Linked DNA regions of Gossypium arboreum: region 1 is linked to region 2. The links are chromatin contacts, called in public Hi-C maps. All regions are on one chromosome and are shown on one strand. Each heading gives the region's core, a stretch centred on a gene start, on an enhancer-like site or on the middle of the called end of the contact. The rest is flanking DNA. Distances are from core to core; before and after follow the strand shown.

The links. Hi-C and Micro-C count contacts between places; a contact is called where the count stands out from the background.
Region 1: a Hi-C map of leaf shows a contact between it and region 2, with 4 times the contacts expected there. The contact joins the promoter of LOC108461589 here to the promoter of LOC108461681 in region 2. A contact is called at or near these places in 2 of 5 Hi-C or Micro-C datasets (both in leaf).

The regions. Positions count from the first base shown.
Region 1 is chr2:52,201,524-52,207,459 of ASM2569848v2, reverse strand. It overlaps LOC108461589 (protein MITOFERRINLIKE 1, chloroplastic-like), which reads right to left and starts at 2,551. Exons shown (of 1, transcript XM_017761477.2): 1 at 999-2,551. The coding sequence starts at 2,424. The coding sequence ends at 1,171.
Region 2 is chr2:51,936,093-51,942,173 of ASM2569848v2, reverse strand. It overlaps LOC108461681 (protein ROH1-like), which reads right to left and starts at 4,270. Exons shown (of 1, transcript XM_017761591.2): 1 at 1,851-4,270. The coding sequence starts at 3,544. The coding sequence ends at 2,324.

The DNA of each region.
Region 1 (5,936 bases), core at 1,302-3,801, 270 kb before region 2:
TTTATTCATATACAGAACAAGCATATCTAGTAAGCATATGTTCAGGTCATGCAAATTCCCATATTTGATCACCATCCATCCAAAGAAAAGGTTTCAGGTTTACTTACTTTTATCCAATAAACATCGACAGCAAAAAGCCATCATGCACATGAGAAATAATTAAGGTAAACTCGTGCAGAAACTTATATAGAATCCATTTCTCCAATTTATCATTCAACAGCACGGAAAGATGTGCGAGGAGAATTAAATCCGTAGAGTTTCTAAAGGGATAAACATATAATATCCACCAACAGCAGCAGGGAAAATTTCTTTCATTCATGATTCATGCATTCACTCACAGAACTATAAACTAACTAGTATTTTCTAGCACAGATGTAAGTTTCTGATTTTTACCTCGTGTAATGGACACATAATCTAACTTGATAAATAAACAAGTACCTTTCTTGATTCTAGATAATTTAATATTCCACGCCAAATACATCACAAGAGCAAGTTATAGTTGCTTGATTCTGATAGCAGTCTTCATGCAAAACTTAACAGGGACTTTTGTAGAGGAAAAACTACTATACGTTTCATATTGGCATTTTCATCAGAGAGAATTACAGACCATCTCCGATGATGTGAGTTAAATCGATATGAGGCATTTATCTCCACCTAAGTTGGAGCAGAAAACTTTACAGTGATGGAGGTGGAATCTACATTACATACAGCACCCTCGATGGAGCACTATCAATCATTTATTAATCGATTCACCAAACCAATAACAAGCCACTAATCCATAAAAATTTATCTAAAAGACCAGAAAAAGAGATGACCACAAAAGTACCATTACTACATAGTCAACTTGGAAGTCTTAGAAATTTTAGCCTATTATTGATGTGAAATCTTTAAATGTTTATGGACTAGCAAAGATGGTATCTGACATTACAAACAGAAAATGTAAAATTCAGCAGCATACTGAATCTGAGGTAATATGGAATAAGAAGGTTCTTCATGCATTGGTGCATTAATCAAACTTATTTTCCATTGATATATATTAGTAGAAAAAACAGAAACTTTAACTAAGAAATGTACGATAATGTAATGCCAAAAATCAGTTTCTTTGAACTACACTACATGGTAACATAACAAATTTAACAAAACAGTGATAAAAATTAGCATTATCACCAACTAATTGTAACTCAAGCCGGTGCAACTGATTTTGGACAACTCCTTCTCCTTATGCTTCAAACACTGATGCAAAATTGCAAGCCTGGCAGTCTCAAATGCAAAATAGCCCAAAGCTGAAAAACAAGCACTATGAACAACTCTAGGCCCCAGTCCACTAGTCAAACCAATCCAACCTTCCTCCTTCAAAATCTGCTTCACTGTCGCATTAACCCCACCATACATAGCAGCAGCAACTTTATTCCCATGAACCTGAGTCATCAACCTTGTTTTCACCACATCGAGAGGAGTAGTCAAAGAAGCTGAAATTGCACCAGCCAAAGCACCGCAACAAACACTCTGAATTGGCTCCAAATTAGTCTGTTTTGTCTTTCTCAAAACCGCAGCTTTTAAATACTCAAAAGAGGAATAACTTAACACCCCAGCAGGCAAATTCCTCAACAAAGTAGCTGAGTAACCAGCATAAAGACCCAAAATCCCATCTTTTTCTAAAATTCTCAACAAGACTTCCCATGACCTTCCTTTAGCACCAGCTTGCATTCTTTGAGTAATCAACTCTTTCGGTACCATTATAGCTGACGAAACAATATTTCCCATAGCACCAGCAGTTGGAGGAATAAGCAAAGCCGGATACTCCAATTTGGACAAAAAAGACTTACCAAATTCACATGTCCCAAAATAAACAGCTGAAGAAGCCGTCGAACCTACAATAACAGCTGAAACTCCTCGGTAAAATCCCAGAATACCATTCGTCTGGAAAGTTTTGACTACTGCATCAAAGGTGTTAGCATAAATCTCGGAAGCACCCTTTGTCTGCATTTTGGTTTTGATGGTATCGAGTGGGAGAAGGCATACGTAAGTAAATGCACCGGCAATTCCACCACCACCTGCACCGATTAGAGCTCTTTCGAAGACAGATAAGTTTTTCATAAGGATTTGGGCTTTGGAGCTGTTTCTCGATCTGGGTTCTAGCCATTTGGGGAATTTAGGCGATTTGGGTTGCTGGGATTCAGTTAAATTGGAAAAAGGGAGCGGAATACGAAACTTGGTGGGTTTTCCAGGTTGAGGACCTCCAGAAATGGAGGCAGAGGCAAAGGAGAGGTGATGTAGGTGAGGTTTGAGGGGTTTTTGAGTATTTTTCGGGGATGAAGTGAGAGTGATGAAATGGCTGTAAAGGTAACCGAAGTCGGTGTTGACTGGCGGATGATTTAAGTCAGAAGAAGGGAGACCCAAAGATGCAGAGAGTCTCGCCTCCATTGCTAAAGCTTTATGTTGCTCTGGTTTGTTTTTGCCTTGCAATTTTCTTTCACCGACTGTTTCAATCGGTTTGGAGTTTGAAGTTTTAACCACTCATTGATGGATGATCAAATAGATGTCGTTTATTCACAGTAATAAATTTTATTTTTATTTTTAAAAATATTTAAAATTATTAAAATATTATATTTTTAAATATTATTAAACATATATATTTAATTATTTATATTTAGTGACATAATAAATTATTAATATAATAAATATAATATATTAAAATAATAAATTATTTAATATTTTCATTTTATTTTAATAATAAATTTTAAAACAATAATTTTAGATATTATTATTCACATATTATTGAAAAATTCAATATTAATATTTTAATAATAAATATTTATTACAATTATAAATATATTAATAATAAATTTTTGTAGTATAAATGCTAAAATATGTTATAAGTCATTTACAATTTAGTCTTTGTACTTTTATTTTCAATAATTTAGTCATTTTACTTTTCAAATTTGAAAATCAAGTTCAATTGTTGATATCGTTAAATTTTTTTGTCAATTTTGTTGATGTCACATTTTAAATAAAAATACTCACTTGGTAGTTATGTAATTAAAAAAGACGTTATAATGAACCTGAAATTAAGATAATATTTTAATATATGCAAAAACAATGTAAAATATAAGATTATAGATAAAATAAATTCAATTAAACAATGAAAAAATCTCAAATGTATGTTTGTTTCATTGAAAATAATTTTATGAAATATTTTTAAGAAATCTACCAAACAACAAAAAATATTTTACACAGATTCATCTAAACACAAAAAAATATTAGCTTTTCCAGAAAAGTAAATAATTTCCCAGAAGTCATTTTCCAGACAAGGTTATGTGGATGGGACTACCGGTCGAATTGGTAAAAGAACGAATTTATTAGTTTAATTGATTTATTAATAAATATTATTTGATTAAATAAATTATTAAATATTTTATAAAAATAAAAATATGATAGAATTGATTTTTTTGTTCGGTTCAATCAGTCGATATCAGTTCTCGAATCAATCGATTCAGAATATTTCTTTAAACTAATACTCAGACCAATAATCGATACAATCCAATTCGAACAACCTTATTTCATGTTCGAGCTCTACCATGAGCTCACTAAGAAAAGCTTAGAGTAAGTTTTACCAATTAAAGTTACAAGTTAATAACAAAATATTTCTCATAATTTTTTTGTATTTCCTTATAAAAATCGATATGCCCTCATAGTTTTTGTACTTCAACATAATTTTTTGGTACACTTTTATGATTTTGGATATTTTCTCTTAACAATTGGTATACCTTTATGATTTTTTATATCCACCGTAATCTTTTATACATCATCATATTGTTTTGTACTGTTGTAATACCTTATACTCGACCTGATTACCAGGTTCGAGCTACAGTGTCACAACCGTTGTCGAAGCAACTACGAAAAATTCACAACTAAAATTTTCAATTAATGAAAACATCAACAAATTTACATTCCTTTGACATACTTAAGTAAATACGAGTTTCATTTATATATGCATCTAATAGCATACACCCGATCAACCATATATATATTAGTACTAGACTATGAGATTAACGTCGAATTATAATATTATAAAATACTGCAAAACCTAACCCATTAAGTACTTGCCAATAATAAATAAGAGTGAAACGACCCAACATTCTTGATATTACCAATAACAAACCATACACTAAGTACTCAGTAGTAATTCCATAACTTAAGCATGTAATATTAATATAACCAATACTATCCCCAAGTAAAACATGTATATCTACATATATATATCTACCACGTACTTAGTACTTAAAAGTTAGTTAGCTATACATTTTCAATTTGAGCATGTTAAGTGCCTAAATCTCATAACAATTCTTCCCTACTTCAATTCCATTTATATAAACATATCAATATTCTTATAATTGCAAGCACTTCAATTATAACTAAAACAAATCAACCCTATATCCAAACACTTACTTTATCAACTCGTGACATTTTTAGTATGCTATCAATATATTCTTTTCACTTATTTAATAATAACCCAACCTTAGTCAGCAATACTATTTCACACTTTAAACACATTACAACTCATTTATATACACATGACTCATAATTTAAATACATAACAATTTAAATATAAATATAACATATTAACTTTCTCACATTTGACTTAACTTGGATAATGTAGACATCAATATCATATGACATTAGGCAGTAAACCAAAATTAATATGTCCTTCATTGGACCACAAAAACTCCAACAATGCAAGGCACAATCAAACACATTTACAGCTTAGTTAAGACACAATGACGTAAAAATAATTGTTGTAAATCATCGTGCGAACAACATTAGGTTTTAGCATTTGAACAACATAATAATGAACATTTGAAGCCATTAAGACAACATTCATTAATTAACATTGGGTTAGTATAAAAATACATATTTAAAACCATTAAGATACCAATTCAGACTGCAGCCAAACATGCAATCCGATTAGCAATTAAATGCATTAATTCAGTTGACTTCTAGCCATGCACTTTTAAGCAACAACTTAATATTTATTTTTAGATAATGGGCAATTTAATATATATTTTTTGAAAAATAATTAAACATGAAATTTTGAACTATATTTTAATACATTTAATCAGACCACTCCATTATACACAAAATGGACAACCATGTTTATACATATGGGATAGCATTGTTATGTCCAAAACAAACATCATTTCATCACCATTCAAACAGCCTCATTATTCACTAAATTTTTAGCCTTAAAATCATCAGTTAGATCTCATTACACACATCCAATGGTTAAAATTAAACCTAATATGAACAACCATAATTTGCTCAAACAAACCACATCTTTAAGCCAATTTGGGTAGCCTCATTGCTCTCACAAATTGGACAACATTTAACACTATTCAGACACCATTAAGATTGCATTGAACAACCTCATTATTCACACAAAATGGACAGCATATAACCATGAAATAGTGACTTAAATTGTAACCTCCCCAACACGGCCTAGACGATAGGCCCAAATGAGAGATTACATCGGCTTCCGAAATGACCTAGTAGCGATCGGGGTTTATAAAACAATCATTTAAAAACATTTGTTTATTTTTAGAAGAAAACTTAGTTGATTTCCGAATTATTTATTACTAAAAAATCTAATTATAAATTTAGTAGCGTAAAAGTGATATCTATTTATGTTTTAATAGAAGTCTTATTTCGTGCATATATAATTAAATACCCTAATTTTAATAACCTAATCAAAATTTAAAGGTCATGCATGTTGAATAATCCTTAAAAGAAACTTAAGTCCTATGACGCAATTTAAATAAAACATTACAATTTCTCAATAACGAAAAATTTGAAATAATAAATCTAAAATATTTAATAGACAAAACAAAACTGAGCCCTTCAAAATACCATGTCCGCATCATAACTTGGTGGGTTATCTG
Region 2 (6,081 bases), core at 3,021-5,520:
CTTGACCTTAGCCGAATTCATCCATCCATCACCAAACTATCCTTAATCCCTTTGTTTTGGACCTATCTTTTAACCGTTCCTTAGCCATTTTCGAAACAACCTGTTCTTATTTAATTTTACGATCGAGCAACCTAACGACTTAAATCATCACCGAGGCGAGTTCATATCATAATTGAGACCTAATATGATGGTTAATGAGTGAGTGGATTCGCTTATTAGGCAAGTGTGTTTCTCATGCAAGGCCCTTATGCCTACTATTCAAGATTACTGACATGGGCAATTATGGTAAGGTGTAACAAATCTAAAACTCAAGTTTATCAGTTATTCAACCAAAAATCTTGAGTGAAATCCATTTCGGACACCCTGAAGTTTTGATTTTTGGTACACGACTAAACTGCTGTAGTTAATGGATAAGAGTGGAATGTCTTGAGGGATAAAGTATAACACAATCAAGAAATATTGAATGTAGTGGTAAGCGTGTTACATTATTTAAGTGTTGAATGTAGTATTAAACGCATTACATTCTTTTAAATAAAATGTAGGTTAGAACATTAAATATAATATTATTGAGAAAATGGTAAATAAGTTAACTCTCCTTTAAAATTAAAAATAAAATAGAGTTCTACTAAAGAGAATTCTGTACTTATGTTCATTGCAAAACTTTGGTCGATGAACTCAATGTGCCAATTTCAAGGGAAAGGGTAGCGCATAAAAACAACCCTATATACAGGTTCAGAAATGTGGTGTTTAAAAAGGCTTCAACATGCATAACATACCTGGACCGTCCACATCCAGAAATTCAGTAGTCCTTTCCTCTGTTGAAGCTGGTCCATTGCTACAGCTTATCTTAAACGCAGGATAACAGAATCTACCTTTTTTTTTGCAAAACCTGCAAGAATAACAAATTCCGCTTGCGAAGAAAGAATTATTGCCCTGCAATTCTAACTGAACAAGGGTGACAAAACTGCATCAACAGTATAAGTTACTCCAAACTGCATTAAGGGAAAAAATATTTAAGAGGTGATACTACTACGCTGAAATAGATAGGGAACATAGGGAACACAAGCTCACACTGAGGCAATCATATTAAACACAAGACAGTTGCTTAATTAATAAAATAAAATAAGAAGGAACAATACAGCATGTAATGCTCACAACCTTGATGTAGTTTCTCACTAGCATAATGCAGCTAGGCAAAATTAACACGCTTAAAATATCCACCATGAACAGCGGGGTATTCCAGAAAATAAACTTTAGAAAGCTATACCCAAGTCCATTGCACAAGAACCAAGATCAGCATGCTGGGAATTGATAGTGTTGCTTTTCTGAAGCACACAAGAGAAGAGGAAAGCACAGAGCATCTTGGAAGGATTGGTATGACAGAACAACTTTACCAAGTATTTTTCTTTAAAAAGATGACAATGCAAAAAAAAGAAAAAGAAAAAGTAATCTTCATAAAATCAAAAGGCAATAAAAGACTTCAATCAGGATTAAATGACAGAATTAGCTCAACAAGATCATATTCCTTTTACAGCGGAATACAAAGCAGAACAGAAATAATTTCTGTTTTAGCAGTGCAACTCAGCCACGACTAAAAATGCAAGACAAGAGAATGAAAGGCATATATATACGGACTCTTATTGAACAACCAAAAAGGAAAAATTAAGACCAGCAAACCTATCAGTGTTCTCTTCTACCAAGTACTTCAATTTCATTGTACATGTGAGATTTCATCAATGAGAACTCTTCTTACATGCTTAAGAGAGCAAACATACGGTTTCTTCATCCCATAAGCTAACTTAAACATAAATTTTGCATTTCATCCAGCGATTACAACGTAGTCCTAAGAGTTTACCAACAAAACGAACTGTTTCATTCATCTTGTTATCCCTAAGGCAGAATCTTAACAAAGAAGCAGAAGTATACACCATTTGCAACTAGGAAATAATTCTGAACACAGAACAACTAAAGAAACAAGAAGCAAATTTACTCAGAAATTTGATTATACAATAAAAACACAAAGCAGGACGTTGGGACCAAAGGGCCAACTCCATATCCTTCTTTACACTACACTGATATATGCGGTGATAAATACAAGAAAATCTGTTCTTTTTTTCTTTTTTTGGTTTCCTTCTTATCCTTCTTTATCTTTGTAGCGCATGCCTCAAATCTTTCTTCATTTCTTCTCCATCTTCATCATCTTTTCACTTATCTTTCGTCTTCATGACCGTCGAGTTCCTTCCGTAGCCCAAAGCAAAACACATTTGCAAGTTATACATTCCAGAATTACAGTTTAAATCATCCCAACCCTACAACAGACCTTTTACTCGGTATTATTTCCCCTTCCCAAAGAGCCAAGCCCTTCAGTTCGGCTACGAACAATCCTATGAAACACCTCCCTAACCTGCTTTTCCAGCGGTTCTAGACCTTCCTTCATTGCATCAAAAACCTGCCCCAGTTCCTTCACTCTCTGTCTAACCTCCATTTCCTTCTCCTCACCCAACGGAAACTGCACAGTATCAGTCAATTCACCCAACAACCGCGTACACTTCTCCATCTGATAAATTTCCCTCAACAGTGCACAAGCATTTTTCCTATCCCTCTTCTTCGACTCCTCCAGAATCCTCTCATGCAAAGAAAGTAATGGAGCAGCCCATGAAAAGTGCCTGGGAACATAAAAATGAACTTGCAAACCGCGATCTTGACATGGTATAGCAGCCACCAACGCCCACATTACAAACAACAAAACACAACCCATTGTGTAAACAGGCATTACAAGTCCATTAGTAGCTACAACATCACTCCCTCGAGGAACGGCCAAGTTGTTCCCAATCGCCAGGAGCTGCCTCGCAGCAGACCAAGACCTTGAAACGCTCCAAGACAAGGACCTGAAATGCCCCAAAGGACGGTGGTGATGATCCTTGGAGTGACTGGTGCTATTATTGATTCTTCCAAATGAACGATTCCTATGAGACAAAGCTTGACCGGAATCTTTCTCATCAAGCATCCCAATTGCTAAATCTATCAAGGCTTTTTTAGCCCGACGAAATTGCCCTTCTCCTAGGGCTCTCTGACAACAATTATTATTAGGAATACCATTATTATCACCCAAAGCGCAAAGCACTATTTCAAGAAGCTTCTGCCATTGCTTGATCTGCTCAATTCCGTCGCGAATTGCATTACACACATCAAGCGCCTTAACTGTACGCTCGTAGTATTCGGCAATCAGACGGTCCATGGGAGGTTTGATCACTTGAGCTTTGTTGTTAAAAAGGATAAGCCTAAACTCCTCTTGACAACAAAGAAAAACATTGAGCAGTTTCCGAACCCACGGAAGAGAAAGCAATTCATCAGGAGGTACAGAAGCTAAATTGTGAAACCGGTCAGCTACTTGCCTTTGGAAAGACCCGAGCTCGAAATCGTGCGAGGCTGACCCGTCGTTTGGCGACTCCATGGCGTGTACCTGATCCCTCTTCATGGATAATAACGAATGCCCAATAATATTCAACGGTGTCGAACTTCCTTGATAATCCGTGGCGGGCATTCTCACATCGAACAATGATAATATAATTTCTCAAAAAAAAGAACAAAGAAAATTTCAGGCTTGGAATTTAATTTTAATTGGACTGTATATATATGTTCAAAATTGGACTGAAGAATATTTGGGAGAGAACAAGTTCGAAGAGATTTGAAATGAGATGATGAGACAATTGTAGAAACCCTAGCAAGGAGACGGCATTTTATTGGGGATTTTTGGACCGCGTTTTATGGTAGTTGGGAGAAACAAAGCGTTAAGAGACTGACCGAGAGGCAACAGAAGTAATTAGTAAAAAAATGCTGTTCCTTATTCCTTTTTACATTAATTATATGATCGGCACTGAACTAAGTGAAGCAATTGAATAAGAATTCTGGAAAAACACAAGAAGAGAAGGAAAGAAAGATTTTTTTTTTTTTTTAATTTGGAAAAGGAATGAGGGATATTATCGGAGCACTTTCAAGCTTAAATTAAACTTGATTTTCAATAAAATATCATTTGATAATTTCATAAAATTTCTTAAAACAATTCTAAATATTTAAGAAATAATCAAATGTGATTAGAATTCATTTCAAGCTACTAAGTACTAATCGGGACATGTCCAAATTTTAAAACAAATGTTCGAAATTCTTCGAGTTAAATCGAGGTCGTTTGAAGGCTTTAAAATCATCTTAAATTATTTAAAAACCTTCCATAAGCAATTGAAGGAATTTGAGATCAAGCGTGAGCCTCGTAGGGCTCATCAAAATAGTGCAGTGACTATCAATCCCGAAGGTCTAAGTAGCGATACCTAATCCCTATTAGCATTTTACATTCTACCAAACTTGGCATTAATGCCTAAGGTTAGGATATCGAACTTCGGACCCCTAAAGTTGAAAAATAGTCTAAAAACATTTAAAAATCATGCATAAACATATTTATATCATTTCCATATGCTCCAAAGCATTATAAACCAATTTCAAATCACATTTAAACTTACGAAGTAAATCATGGAATAAAGCTCGAGTAAAAACACATAAATGGCTTGAATTACAAACCAAAGTTTCACAAATTCAAATCCAAACCATGTTTTAATGTACATGTCATAAATTTGATGCAAAGAACAATCAATTACTAATTTACAAACTGTAAAATCTCAATCAGTGATGCAATGCTCCCAAGTCAAAGTCTACACTTTTCTACAAGTCTTATACCTACACGTTTTAAACCATTAATGTTTAAGCTCGATCAACTTAGTAAGTAACTATGGATAAAAGAACTTGACCTATCGTTTATTAGTGTTGAGCCTTTCTTAAACATGTCATACCAATTCATTCAAGCCACATTTTGGTGCTACTAATAGTTTTGTTTAAATTAATTAACTTATAGGGCTCAACTTACGTTTTCATGGTTTGTTAACTAATTACATTATGAAATTCCTGTTTAAAGCTCTCATGAAAGGTTCACATTGTGTTTAATTTAACACATATTCCTTTAAACCATAGCTTCCTATACACACATATTTCATTTTCATTTTCATTTCCTTTACTAAGACATACAAGATTTTCATTTACCATAATATTAATAGAAACAATTTCACTTAGGCCACCCATATTTAAAAATTATTACCATATTAAATCATTTTAGCTTACTTAGATCATACACCTTATAACCATACTTTTTTCCCATTTCATTATTAATTCTTATCACATTTTGAATTAATGTCCATTGTAATCTTAATAAAACATGACTCGAACACAACAGGAAATCCACATAAACCAAAGAGCACCGAGGTGCTATACTTGAAGGCAACAAAACTCCATATATCATAAGGGCGTCCAAAGTGGTAACAAGAGTCTAATGATTCTCAACAAATGCTCAACCAAGGGGTAACGTAACAGAACTCAAAAAATATCACATAATTCCAAACCTCAAATAACACCAATACTAAACTCCATTGAAACATAAATACGAGACCCCAATTTGCATGTAAATTATATTCTAACCATTCTACCAAGCTTATATTGCCTTAAAACATTCATAATAGGCATTCATTACAACAATATACACCCAAATGGGTCACTGTAACACCCCTTACTCGTGTCCGAGACTGGGACAGGATACGAGGTATTACCAGACTTAAATATACACAATCACATAAAATTGGGCCATAAAATTTCATTCAAATTAAAAACATTCATACATATGTATAACGTCCTTTAAACGAGCTTACGAGACCCTAAACACATATCAGAGATGATTACCAAAAACTTTGAAAACTTTTGGGAAAACTTGGAAAATTTCATCATGAAATAGGGTCACACGCCCGTGTAGGTAGGCCGTGTGGTCACACACGCCCATGTGGGTTAGGCCGTATGGTCACACATGCTCGTATGGCTCGAGACACGCCCGTGTCCTCAACCCGTGTAACTCTCTATTTATAACGTCAGCAACAAAATAGAGTCACACAGCCAAGTCACATGCCCAGGTGCTAGGCCGTGCCCTCCACACGGCTGAGACACACGGCCGTGTCTCTGCCCGTGTGGCCAAGAAAGTGGCTATTTACC